Regions from separate parts of the Mus musculus genome. Here all the other regions are linked to region 1. The links are chromatin contacts, called in public ChIA-PET and HiChIP or PLAC-seq maps. All regions are on one chromosome and are shown on one strand. Each heading gives the region's core, a stretch centred on a gene start, on an enhancer-like site or on the middle of the called end of the contact. The rest is flanking DNA. Distances are from core to core; before and after follow the strand shown. Region 1 overlaps Slc37a1 (solute carrier family 37 (glycerol-3-phosphate transporter), member 1). Region 2 overlaps Umodl1 (uromodulin-like 1). Region 3 has its middle 18 kb from the start of Abcg1. Region 4 has its middle 21 kb from the start of Glp1r.

Region 1 (2,985 bases), core at 418-2,917:
TCTATTTAAAGCTCTCTGTTCCGTTCACTTCCGTGTCCTCTTCCTCCTCTGTTCCACACGCTGCTCTCCTAGTGTGGGGGACGCCCCCGAACCCCATTCGCACCAGCTGCTTTGCCTCAGCAGCCACTTCCCACCCCTGTTCCTGCTTCTGCCTCTCTTGGGCTCTTCACTGAAGTATGTGGCTTGTCCCCCCTACGTGACCCAGGCCACAGACCTGGTCATGGTGCCCTAGTAGTCCCTTCATCTTCCTCCCTGAGCTCTGCAAGACTCTCTCCAGGGCCTGGTGCTCGCTCAGCTGGGCCTTGCTGTGCAGGACAGTGTCCCCAAAGCTCTGTACTGTCCCTCCCATGCTCAGGTCACCCATCTCTCACATGCCGATCTGAGCTTGGCCCTGCTCTCTCCCCTCCCCCGGGGTTAAGATGTTCTTCCCTCCTGTTCTTCATCTGTCATACCTGGGGCCTTTTCCTGGGTGGCAGGCAGAGACTGCCCCATGTGGAAGGCTGCCTGCCTCCCTGATACCATGCCAGGCCCCAGGGCTCTTCTCCCACATACACCCAAGTTCCCAGGGTTCAGGGACAAGCTGCTGTTTGTTAGGGGAGCTGAGTGACCACCCAAGGCCCAGAAGGTCAACGAAAAGATAAGCATCAGGTGACAGAAGGGACAGGGAAGGCCTTTTCATGACATCACTTTGTTGCAGCGATGCCAGTGCTCCATTTTCCTCCCGGAAGGCGTCTGATCTCCGCTCGCTTTCGTTTCTTAGAAATTCATTGTCCCTTACAAAGTTACAGATTCTGTTCTGAGAGTGCTTGGGTGCCTTTCTCGTGTTTCTGTGTCTGTCTAACCGGTCCAAGGGTCCACCGTGTCCTGGGCTCAAGCTGACTTATCCCACTATCAAACTCCTATTCATACCCTCGGGCTGCCACACGCCCATCCCCACTCTGTGGAAGAATGGGAGGGGAGGTGGGCTATGCCGTCCCCTCCCTCGATGGCCCCTTGGCCTGGGCTGTCTTCCTTCCTTAAGCTCTGTTTAGTTTAGTGGAGCACCAGATAAGAGTCCTATCCTCTTCCAGTGGACCTTGTTTCATGCATTCAAGGACATACAGCCAATAAAAAACGACAGTAATGAAACATACCCGGATGCTCTTGTAGTTCCCTCTTCTGTTACCACTGTGGGAAGAGGCCCTAAAACTTATTTAGCAGGAACACCGGGCGAAGATCGGGTCCATTGCCAGCAGCACCCTAAGCGCTGCTGAGGGCTCCAGTTCATTGGCTGTGGGTGGCGGTATTTAGTTACCCATCTCCTGTTTGCTCTTTCAGACCCTAAGGACGTCAAGTGCTCCTCCACCCTCCCCACGGTAAGAGCTCCTGTGTTTCCTGTTACCTCCCAGTACAGCCTGCTCCTCTTTACAGCCCACACTGCCAGCAAGGAAAGGCTGGCCACAGCCTCACGCATGACAAGAGTCTATCTCAGCCATTGCAACCCACTGAGCCCTTCCTGCTTCTAAGTCCTCCGCTCTCCCTACAGAGGCTACCTGAAACATGTCACCACAGCCTGGCCTGACATCCCTCAGTGGCTCCCATAAAACCCCCTCTACCTGTTTTCCCTCTGCCCTGTCAAGCAAGCGTTAGGCATATCAAGGAGACCCTTGCTCTAGGGACAGTGCCCAAATTGTACAGCAGGGGGCACCAGAGCCTCTTCCTGTTGAGGCTTAACAGCCCAGGGGTCCTGGGTGTATGTATGTGTGTGTGGGGGGGGTGGGGGGTGGAGAACATTCTGACACTTTATTAACGAAAAACAAAAATAAGCAAAGAAGGCTACTATATTCTAGAAATGTAGCCATGGTGGTATTTGAAAGTGTTCTCAAAGCCATGATGATTTCAGAGTCCAAGTTCACAGAGCTGGTGGTGATTTCATTGTGATCTGAGGCCTCCGTGAGTCACTGGGGTTTGGGGGGTGGGGTGGGGTAGCTCTAAACACAATAGAACCAGGATACTCACTTGCAGACAAGAAAACCTCTGTGGCCACATCCTGCAGCAGCGAATTCTAGAAGTGGCTTCTTCCTCATTGCTAGCTCCAGACATACAGGGGACCAGGCTAGGCACAAGCTCCTGCCTCTCCTGCTGGCACGTATGTGAGGTAGGGCTGAGTCTGCCCGATGCTATACGTGATCTTGGCCAAAAGGTCTAAGCATATCTTTATTAATTTTCTCCTTTTCAAGTCTCTGAGTGAGTCACCAGGGTCTCACAGAGCTCAGCTGCCCTGAGGGCTCGATGGCATGCTGAGCCGGAATCATAAACAGAACTGTTGCTATCTCCACCCTCTTAATGTTTCACAGTGGGGTTCAGCTTCAACACAGGAAGTCATGGGGGTACCCAGCCCTGGCGTAGCTGAGCTGAAGAGAAAAACCATGTCTATTAGGCCTCATCAGAATTCAAGGCTTTAGTGTTTCAAATGGGACCATCTGAATGGGGGAGGGGTGGGGCGAGAAATATTTACAAATTGTGTCTGGGCAGAGACCTGCATCTAGAATACTAACTCATTACTTAGACAGCCAAGGACAAGCAGGGTCAGAGGACCACAGCAGATATTTCTTCTAAGAAGACACACGGGTGGGCTGTGGGCAAGAAGTACGTGTGTCTCACCACTCGGTGTGAGCAGGCATCAGGCGACTTGGTCAAATCCACAGGGTGGCTGTCATGAGGGTTAGTGTGAATGTGGAGGGATCAGAACTCCCGCCTCCCTAGGGCGTATGGAAAGGGATGCAGCCTCGTGGAATGAACAGTTACATCTGACCCCACAGCCCCACTCCCAGAAACACACCAAGAGAATCACAATCACGAAAGACTTGGGCACACAGGTTACCCATAGGGTTATAGCATCCCAAAAATGGAGCAAAATAGACAACTGCCAGTTGATAAACAGATGCATTCAGTGTGATACATTCTGTGGTGAAATATTATTAGGCAGTAGGAGAAATTAAGCTC
Region 2 (3,049 bases), core at 297-2,796, 310 kb before region 1:
CATGAACAAACACTAACTCAGCTCTCCTTATCAGCATGAGTCTCATAGTTGCCTGGCAGTGACTCAGGACAACCTAGGTGAAACCGGAACGCTTTCTAACGAGTCGCAGTCATATGATGTGTATGTAACACCTCTTGCATGTTTCCCAGCACATCCATGGACATTTTTCATGTAATTCCATGGAGAGAAGGTGTGATTTTTTCCCCCCACTCTATCACAAGGAATCAGGGAAGAGGTGGGGGAGGTGCGTACCATGCTAACAGGTCCTCTACTTTGTTGATTTGAAAGATGGCCATTGGTTACATAGTTATCACCTGAGACAATAGTGTTCTCCCTAGGGAATATAAAAGCATAACAGGGTTGTAGCATTTAATTAATGTGCTTGCTTATGTTGAATGTGACTGTCACTTATACAGATCATCTGGGGGAAACGAGTCTTTCGATTTTTTGCATATTCTTGCGGGTAAGAATGACAACCGGGAGTCTGTGTGGCTAGCCACCTTTGAGCAATAAATTTTTCCTGGCACTGAAGTGGTTTGCCATGTTGCTTCCTCCCGTGTGGTTCAGTTCATGTAGCAGGCCATCCCTGGGCACTGATTCTTTGCCAGACACTCCAGGGAGATGCTGAGGTGGGGCTCCCCACCCCCCAACCCCACCTCTGTGTCATCTATCTCTTCTGACATCAGCCTGGCATCTTCCACTGACTATTATTGAGAAAAATAAAATCTCAGAAAACCCAGGTACTGAGCCCAAGACCAGGCAGCTCTCTCACACTTCGCCTCAGTCACACAGTCTCAATGACAGGCTGTGCCAGCTGTGAGGACAAACTTCAGGGTTCTGGAGACTCCAGTCCATAGATAGTCATGTCTCCTGTTGGTGGAGGAGGATGGCAGACATTTCCTCACAGAGCGCTCACCATGGCCTCTGGGGGGTGACTCTCACTTTATAGCTCAGGATCTGAACTTATCAGTTAGGCAAGTTTTATAAAGTATGTCAAGGAACCAGAATTAGAACCAAACCCATCCACTGTCAAATGGAACAACTGATCCATTGTAAAGTCTACCTCTACCTCCTGAGGAACAGGGTGGGGACGGGGGACCTCGTGGGTTTCAGAATATACCTGGGAAGTCCAGATGTTCCACAGAGTGGTCATCCTTTTCCTGCTGTGGTTCTGCCTGGGCCCCTGGAAGGCCTTACCTTGGCCCTGATCTTCCTGACACAGAATCTGTCTGGGTGTGAAATGAGACACAACAGAAATCGGATTGAGGTCCGGGTCTGATGGAGGAGGGTCTGTTTGTGCTAGAGGGTGTGGTGGAGGAAGGGCTGTTGGAGAAGGAAACCTGTTGGAGGTGGAGAGGCTGTTAAAAGAGGTCTGTGGGAGGTAGAAGGTCTAATGGGGGAAGATGTGATGGAGGAAAGGTCTGATAGAGGAGGGCCCCACAGAGATGAAGGTCTGATGAAAGTGTGCTCTGATGGGAGGTGGCTCTGACCCACTACCTGATCCAACCTGCAGCTCTCCAGTATTGCCACTAGATGGCGCGCTGAGCCAAGCCTGGATCCAGGGTAACATGAACCCTTGTGTTTTTGAAGCAAACAGGGCTCTGGCTTCTCTTCTTTGCTGGATTTGAGTCTCCTGCCCTTAAGCAAAGACGAATCTGAAGGTTTTCTGTAGGCACAGGGCCTTAGAGGTGACGCTAGGCTTTGAAAGTCAGTCGGCCCCCTGTAGTTCTCTTCATCACTCTGACTTACAGGAAGTGCAGGATGGCGTGTGTGGGGAAGGTGCAGCAGCAACATCCACTTCACAGCAACATCTGCTTTACTCAGACATTTTTGAGAAAACAGTCCCTTTCTTTCCCCCTCCCCTCTCCATTTAGGAGGAAAAGGTGGTTGGGGAAGATTGCTAGGGTTCTTTCATCTTTCTGTCAGGTGCACCAGGGGCGTCCAATCCAACCCTGGCCACAATGACTCTTCTTACTTAATCTGCAAAGTGAAATCGTGGCTGCTGCAAGCAGGAGCTTCCACCTCCAGGAGCCTTGGGCAGGCATGTGGGTATCAGGGCAGGAGCTGGGGCTGGAGCCTGAAATGGAAACTTAAGGGTTCTTTGAAAACTCTGTCGTGTTGGATGGTGTTTTTTTTTGTTGTTGTTGTTGCTGTTGTTTTTTGGGTTTTTTGTTGTTGTTTTTTGTTTTGCTGGGGCAAACACATGAAGGAATGTTTCGCTGAAGCAGACACAGAGGAAAGGATGTTCTGCTAAAGCAAGCACGTAAGAGGACACATGATGAAGGATTCTTTGCTAACGGCACACATGTATTGGTTCACCTTACATTGCAAAATTGAGCTGTATTTGTCGGGACTCCATAGAGAGAAATGCAGCAAAAAAAAAAAAAAAAAAAAAAAAAAAAAAAAAAAAAAAAAAAAAAAAAAAAACTTCTGGTGGTGTGCTGCGGTTTCTTGTTGCTTCCATGGACTCAGGCTGATTGGCAGAGTGATGTCAGCTAAGACAGACTCACGTACTGAGGCAAGACATAGGGAGGACCCGTGGAGACCCCGTGATGTTTGGAGGGAGCATCAAGAGATTCCAACAGACTATAATGGAGGCTGAGCTTGGCTGGCCTGTAGAGCTAGCTGGACAATGTCTGCTGGTCTCATGTCTTCTCTGATCTTCACTTCTCTGAGACGCTCAGCCAGAACTTTTCCTGGCATTCCTGTTGGCTCTGGTCCCTCCTGATGACTTGGGCAGAGACTGAGGTCTGGCTGTTTTGCTAGGTAGTGCTGTTGCCACTGCTAATTCGTGTTTGTTAACCCAACTCTACCAAACTGGACTGCTGGTGTATCCGTGAAGTGTATGCGAGTGGATCAAACTGCTGCTGCTGACCTGTGAAGTGAATACTGATTTCCTTACAATGCAGATGGGATTTGCTCCAAAGAACCATTTCTAAACAGGTCTACTCCCCCCACACACCCAATACCCTTTCTTTTCTGCTGCCTCTGGCAGATGATGGGCTAGAAGGGAGGTTAAAGCATTTAAGAACCATCATTAAAAGTAGGC
Region 3 (2,804 bases), core at 201-2,700, 290 kb before region 1:
CCTGATCTACACTTAGAGTTCCCGGGCCAACCAGGGCTACATAATGAGACCCTATATCAACAAAACAAAATAAAACAAAAACAAAAAAAACCCTAAGCCATACCAAGGTGAATTCAGATCAGTTTTGTTTTTGTTTTTTAAATAAAGAACATTTCACTCTCTATGTAACTGGGTGTGTTGGTGAGCTTCGTTGTGGACAGGCCAATTCAAGGAAGTGGTAGTTGGCACACTCCCAGCTCTGTCCTACACGGGCTCCCAAACTGGCTATGGGAGAGGGCTGGCACCCCCTGACTCAGAGTCACAGGTCAATGACCTCAGTGTGGTGGGTGGCGGCAGCTACCATCTGGGTTCCTGGTATTTGGGAACAGCTCCGAGAACTCATGCCCAGAGAGAGGAAGGCACTGCAAACAGCAATACTAAGTGGGTGAGAGGCAACTTGGCTATGGGTGACAGCTTCTGCCCCTTTCCCAGCAGAGAGTATATGGCTTGGAGAACAGAGCTAATAGCTGAAGACTTAGTGTTAGCATTTTGTCTAAGCTCTGCCCCACAGTTACCTGGCAACGGCCAGGTGTGCCTGACTCATAAAAGGGTCTGCTTGCCCGCCCCCCTTTTCTCTGCCTCTACTACCCTCTCAACTCCCCTACCCGTGCCCTGCATAAACTCTATTCTGTACTATACCTTCATGTGGCTGGTCCCTCAGGGGGAAGGAATGCCTCAGCATGGGCCCATAGAGGCACCCCTACCCCCACACCTGACTGCACATTCACCAGACATATTTCTTCCCTCCTTTATCTTTTTACAAAACACAATACTTAGGAACAATGATGACATCTTATATGAAAAGGCTGAATAAGACGGGTGCAAAGGGTGTTTCAGTGAGAATGGAGTTTGAAAAAAAAAAAAACAAAGACGAAACTCAATGCCCATCCTAGAAGCGCAAATGTACATCTGGACTAAGGTGGTCCAGATATCCTTCACAGCCAACTTACACAGCAGAACACAAGACACACAAGCCTAAGATGACCCCAAGCCAAAAAATTATTTCACCTCGACTTCATAACTATAATTTGCTACTGTTATGAATCACATTGTAAATATCTGATACACAAACCCTAGGGAAGGGTCTTTTGACACCCTCCCAAAGGGGTCGAGACCCACAGATCGTATTAAGAACTGCCTGCTGCTGGGCAGTAGTGGCACACACCTTTAATCCCAGCACTTGGGAGGCAGAGGCAGGCAGATTTCTGAGTTCGAGGCCAGCCTGGTCTACAAAGTGAGTTCCAGGACAGCCAGGGCTATACAGAGAAACCCTGTCTCAGAAAAAAACAAAACAAAACAAAACAAAACAGAACTTCCTGCCGTGTTTAAGATACACGGTCCAGTCTAGGTGACAATGTGACAACAGAGCACAGGTGGATTTTATCCTGTGGCTCTGAAGATGTGAACTGGGTTTTGATTGCCTCAGAACTGCCCTGAAGTAACCTCAGCCCTTCCTGCTGGTGCAGAGACAGCCCCATTAGGCAATTCCCTCTCAACACGTGACTGCATAGGGCCTCAATTTAAAACCGTTCTCTGAGAAACAGAAAGCAGAAGCTGAGTACTTGGGGATGGTTTGGGGTTTGTTTTGCATGTCTGCAGTGCAAAGCGAAATCCTGTCCCACCTAAATGGGAGGGGCTCCTTCCCCTGGTCACTTGCAGGGTCTTAGAATGGATCGCAGGATGCTTTGCAGCAGTACAGTTTCGTGAGAAGTGTCTATGCCTAAGGCCACATGAATTTGCTTTAAAAGAAATTAAATGTGTGGCATTGCTAGTTAGATACAGTCAAGGAAAGTGTAAGTTCATGTTAGGCAGCAAAGAATCATGGGAATTTTAACTTCTATGGACTTTATTTAGTCAACAAATACAGTGAGAGATGGCCAAGAGAAAAGCAAGGACAGACTTCAGTGGCCCGGTGAGGACAAACTGAAGAAAATCAGGATAAAGGTGGCCCCTGAGAACTTGGTCTGTGGGGTGAGGACCTTGTACTTAGAGTGGTATGCATGGATCTAATCAAGTTAGACATCTAGGGGTCCCTGCTATGGGGATGTTGGCATATGTCCTGAAAGGTCCCAGAAACAGGTCCAGTTCTCTTGCAGAGAAATTGTCTGGGATAGCAATTACACCCAGTATCCTCAACAGCCTGTAGTCGGTTAAGGACCGTTCCAACCAGTGTCCCCTGGGACCATGGCCTTCTTAGCTGTTGACCTTTGTGGCTTTCAGTCCTGACCCGGAGCCCACCTCTTCTGGTCCTGGCTAGCCCGGTACTTGCCTTTCCCTATCTTCCAACAGCTCCCCCACCCTATCCTAACAACCACACACCATGTGATGTCTCCTCTCCCCAGGCTGGGTGTGAGCCTCCCTCACCGTCCTGTGACTTCCCAGATGTTACATTTCTCTTTATTTCTGAGACAGTTTAGGTTCATACTGAAGGTTTAAGAAAGAGCAGAAAAAAAAAAAAAAAAAAAAAAAAACCAGCCGTATAGCTTTTGCCCGAGTTTCTTCAACAGAGACTTCTTGCACAGTAGTGATCTAATGTCACAACCACAACATTGTCCTTGGCAACAGCCTAGAGACAAAACACATCACCTTGAAAGAATTCCTCCTATTAGCCTTTTCTGGTCACATCCTCTCCCCCTCTACCTCCATCTCTTTCTTAAGCCCAGTCTCTAAGATGTCCCATCTGTGCAACACTTTCGCTTCAAGAAAGTTACAGCCTATACCATGGGATTCACTTTTTGTAGGTGAATACTCTACAGATTGGTTCA
Region 4 (2,787 bases), core at 227-2,726, 440 kb before region 1:
GACCAATACCCAAGTTTGTCCTCTGACCTCTCTATTTGTGGTATGGTAAACATGTGCCTGTACTCACAGACACAGATACACACACACACACACACACACACACATATACACACACACATGCATGTGCGCACAAGTCAAATATATATTTTTTATATATATATATATATATATATATATATAAATTTGTAGTGGGTTTGGCCTAATGCTGCCCAAGAGTCCACAGGAAAGACACTGAGAGACCCTGCCCTCCAGTTGGTTCTGATTGGTAAATAAAGATGCTGGCAGCCAATGGCGAGGCAGGGCAGACAGAGGAGGGACTTTTAGGGTTCCAGAACTTTGGGACCAAGAGAGGAGAATATGGAGGAGAGGAAAGACGTCATGCCTGAGAAGAGTGGAGGACAGGGAGATCTCTATGTAGCTGCCATGTAAGAGTTGGGAGTGTGGCCCAGGGTGCTGCCCAACTGGGTACAGAACAGCCAATGTAGAATATAAGATTAAGTAAATGATAACTCGGGATTATCGGTGGGAGGTCGATTACCTGAATGGAGGTTAGGAAGTGGCCCAGCTGTTGAGCTGTTTAAGGCATATCAGATATAAGGCTGCGTGTGTGTCTTCCTTTCGGGAATGTTAAGCATTGAGGCAGGTAGCAAGTCTGTGGCCGGGATCTTTTGATTAATTAATTCAACGTGCATTCGTTGAGAGAAGAGAAAAAAAATGATCGGGCAAAAGATAAAGGGGTTAAGACAAATTTACTGAGAAAAAAAAGGAACTGTGGTGATCTTTCTGGGTTTTTTTTTCTACTTTATTATATTTATATGATGCTATGTTTTGTCTGCATGTATGTTTATGTGCACTAGGTGTTCAGTGCCCAAGTTGGCCAGAAGAGGGCCTGGATCCCCTGGAACTGCAGATATAGATGGTTGTGATCCACTGTGTGGGGGCTGGGAGTCAAATCTGGGTCTGCAAGAGCAACCAGTGCTCTTAACCTCTGAGCCACCCTTCAAGCCTACTTTGAATTTGAAAGAGCCAAAAAACAATTCACCGGTAAAGTAAGTTAATAACTTGAACCTAGGTGGCTAATAAAATCTCCAATGGTGGCATTTTTGTTAAGTTAAAAAAAAAAAACTTTAATATTTAGCCTAATTAGAAAGACTCAAAAGACACAACCGTTGAAAAGATAACCCGTGGTGGCATTAGCCACCATCAACACGTGTGTCCTTGGAGCGTCCAGGGCTGTTGAGCTATTGATGTAGGTAGTGTTTCCGGATTTGATTAAAACGTTCGGCCCATTGAAGACTCCAAAAGTTTCCTTCTCTTTCTCCCTGTCTTAGGGTTCTCTAACCACCAACTGGATGAGGTATGGATGGGGAGGTGGGGGTGGGGTTCCTAAAAAAGCTCTGGGGCACAGGAGACAGCCTGGGACCAAGGGAGAAGCTGGGCTGCCTGGCGGAAGACAGCCAGCCAGCCCTCCAGCACTAAACCCTGCAGTCAGTCAAGGAGACTGCCTGGGACCTGAGTTGGACTAGCCAGCCCAGGTGCCTCTCCTCCCTTCCCCTCCCTGTTTTCCCAACCTGCTTTGATTTTTAAATCTAGTCATGTGGCTGTTTGGATTGCCTCCCCACTCCCACCCCACCCCCACCCCCACCCCTTCAGACACCTGAACAACTTAATCAAAAAGCCTGCGTGCTGCTGGCCCAGGCTCTCACCTGTGAGAATCCAGGTGAAGAGACGTCCCTTTCTGAGGGAGGACCCTGTCTGATGGGAGCACGGACAGGTTTGGAAAAGATGCCCCCCTCTATGCAAAAGCAACTACTATTTGAAATCCTCCATTCTTAATTGTTTTTTTTTTTTCAGGGCCATAAATTCCCTAGGAAGTTTTGAAAGATCAAGCCGTATTTTTGCCTTTGAAAAAATTACTTTTGTACCTTGAGCACATGGGAAAAAGTTAGATCCATTGCATCTGGCGTTGACTGCAAAAGAGACCTAGAGCCTTTGAACACTCAAGTGTTGATTTACATACAAACCTCTGAGATGGATATAAATACTTGGGTGGGGGGTGATACTCAAGACATAAAAATCATCTCTGTCTACTCCGAATCAGTACTTACGCCTTGTAGGAGCTGTGGGTGTAAAGATCACCCCTAACCCCTTCTATACACCCCGGGATGAGCCAGAGAATGAGAACCTTAGAGGTATTGCTGTCCCCACCCCACCCCAATTACCCTAAGGCTTGCTCACCTTTCCGGGGATTATGGGGGTGCAGTGGAAGCGACTGTTACAGGTGTTTCATTATAAAGTTTTAATTGAATAGTTGTCAAGGTGGAACTGACCAATTAAATCACCTCCTCTCTATTTCCAGACAGAAATCTTTATTTGACCCAGTTGGGACACTTGACACTCGAGGCTCCAATTCCCCGGCGCCTTCACAGCTTCCTCGAGATGGTGTTTTCGAGTGTGTGTGGGGGGGGGGGGGAGGGGCTCTTTTTCATTCGGGGGTTTGGGGGTGGGGAGGGGCTCTTTCTCATGCCGATCAGTCACGGGTACTTCTGTAGCCAGGAAGGAACCCCCGGCCTCTTTAGAAAAGTGACTGGGGATTTCACCCGGGTATCTGGAGGATAAGGACATCCAGCTGTCATTTCTGGCTTCTATGCCTGCCTTCCTGATTATGCAAACTGCCTCTTTTCTATTGTCCCTCTTCCATTGTGAGCCTTAAAGGACATCCGTGTCCTGTCCTGATAAAACCCAAAGAGAGGTTGCCAGACAAATAGAAAATACTCTGTCACACCC

Evidence for each region. ChIA-PET counts read pairs in DNA pulled down with a chosen protein or histone mark. HiChIP or PLAC-seq counts read pairs in DNA pulled down with a chosen protein or histone mark.
Region 2: a contact with region 1 is called in an H3K27ac HiChIP or PLAC-seq map of T-cell acute lymphoblastic leukemia, with 6 times the contacts expected there. The contact joins two enhancer-like sites. A contact is called at or near these places in 4 of 15 datasets of contacts at CTCF or cohesin (embryonic stem cells, large pre-B cells and pro-B cells), 41 of 484 Hi-C or Micro-C datasets (B cells, the Ba/F3 cell line, CD4 T cells and 21 more), 14 of 115 datasets of contacts at active chromatin or transcription factors (the HPC-7 cell line, T-cell acute lymphoblastic leukemia, acute myeloid leukemia and 4 more) and 4 of 9 other capture datasets (adipose tissue, embryonic stem cells, liver and 1 more).
Region 3: an RNA polymerase II ChIA-PET map of memory CD8 T cells shows a contact between it and region 1, with 18 read pairs. The contact joins two enhancer-like sites. A contact is called at or near these places in 1 of 484 Hi-C or Micro-C datasets (embryonic stem cells), 5 of 115 datasets of contacts at active chromatin or transcription factors (acute myeloid leukemia, embryonic stem cells, large pre-B cells and 1 more) and 2 of 9 other capture datasets (liver and pancreatic islet).
Region 4: an H3K27ac HiChIP or PLAC-seq map of embryonic stem cells shows a contact between it and region 1, with 2.7 times the contacts expected there. The contact joins two enhancer-like sites. A contact is called at or near these places in 2 of 115 datasets of contacts at active chromatin or transcription factors (both in embryonic stem cells) and 1 of 9 other capture datasets (liver).

What each region holds. Positions count from the first base shown.
Region 1 is chr17:31,324,349-31,327,333 of GRCm38.p6, forward strand. Slc37a1 (solute carrier family 37 (glycerol-3-phosphate transporter), member 1) reads left to right here. Exons shown (of 20, transcript NM_001242427.1): 9 at 1,318-1,355. Among named protein-coding and RNA genes, the nearest start is that of Slc37a1, 30 kb to the left of the region's middle. Within about 2 kb of position 1,668, at least 75 of the 459 cell types and tissues checked have an H3K27ac peak or open chromatin away from gene starts, as enhancers often do. A contact at or near this core is called in CD8 T cells, T-cell acute lymphoblastic leukemia, acute myeloid leukemia and 3 more, where this site is marked.
Region 2 is chr17:31,010,180-31,013,228 of GRCm38.p6, forward strand. It overlaps Umodl1 (uromodulin-like 1), which reads left to right. Exons shown (of 22, transcript NM_177465.4): 22 at 1-531. Among named protein-coding and RNA genes, the nearest start is that of Abcg1, 46 kb to the right of the region's middle. Within about 2 kb of position 1,547, at least 34 of the 459 cell types and tissues checked have an H3K27ac peak or open chromatin away from gene starts, as enhancers often do. A contact at or near this core is called in CD8 T cells, T-cell acute lymphoblastic leukemia, bone marrow-derived macrophages and 1 more, where this site is marked.
Region 3 is chr17:31,038,276-31,041,079 of GRCm38.p6, forward strand. No RefSeq gene overlaps it. Among named protein-coding and RNA genes, the nearest start is that of Abcg1, 18 kb to the right of the region's middle. Within about 2 kb of position 1,451, at least 139 of the 459 cell types and tissues checked have an H3K27ac peak or open chromatin away from gene starts, as enhancers often do. A contact at or near this core is called in acute myeloid leukemia and memory CD8 T cells, where this site is marked.
Region 4 is chr17:30,879,700-30,882,486 of GRCm38.p6, forward strand. No RefSeq gene overlaps it. Among named protein-coding and RNA genes, the nearest start is that of Glp1r, 21 kb to the right of the region's middle. Within about 2 kb of position 1,477, at least 17 of the 459 cell types and tissues checked have an H3K27ac peak or open chromatin away from gene starts, as enhancers often do. A contact at or near this core is called in embryonic stem cells, where this site is marked.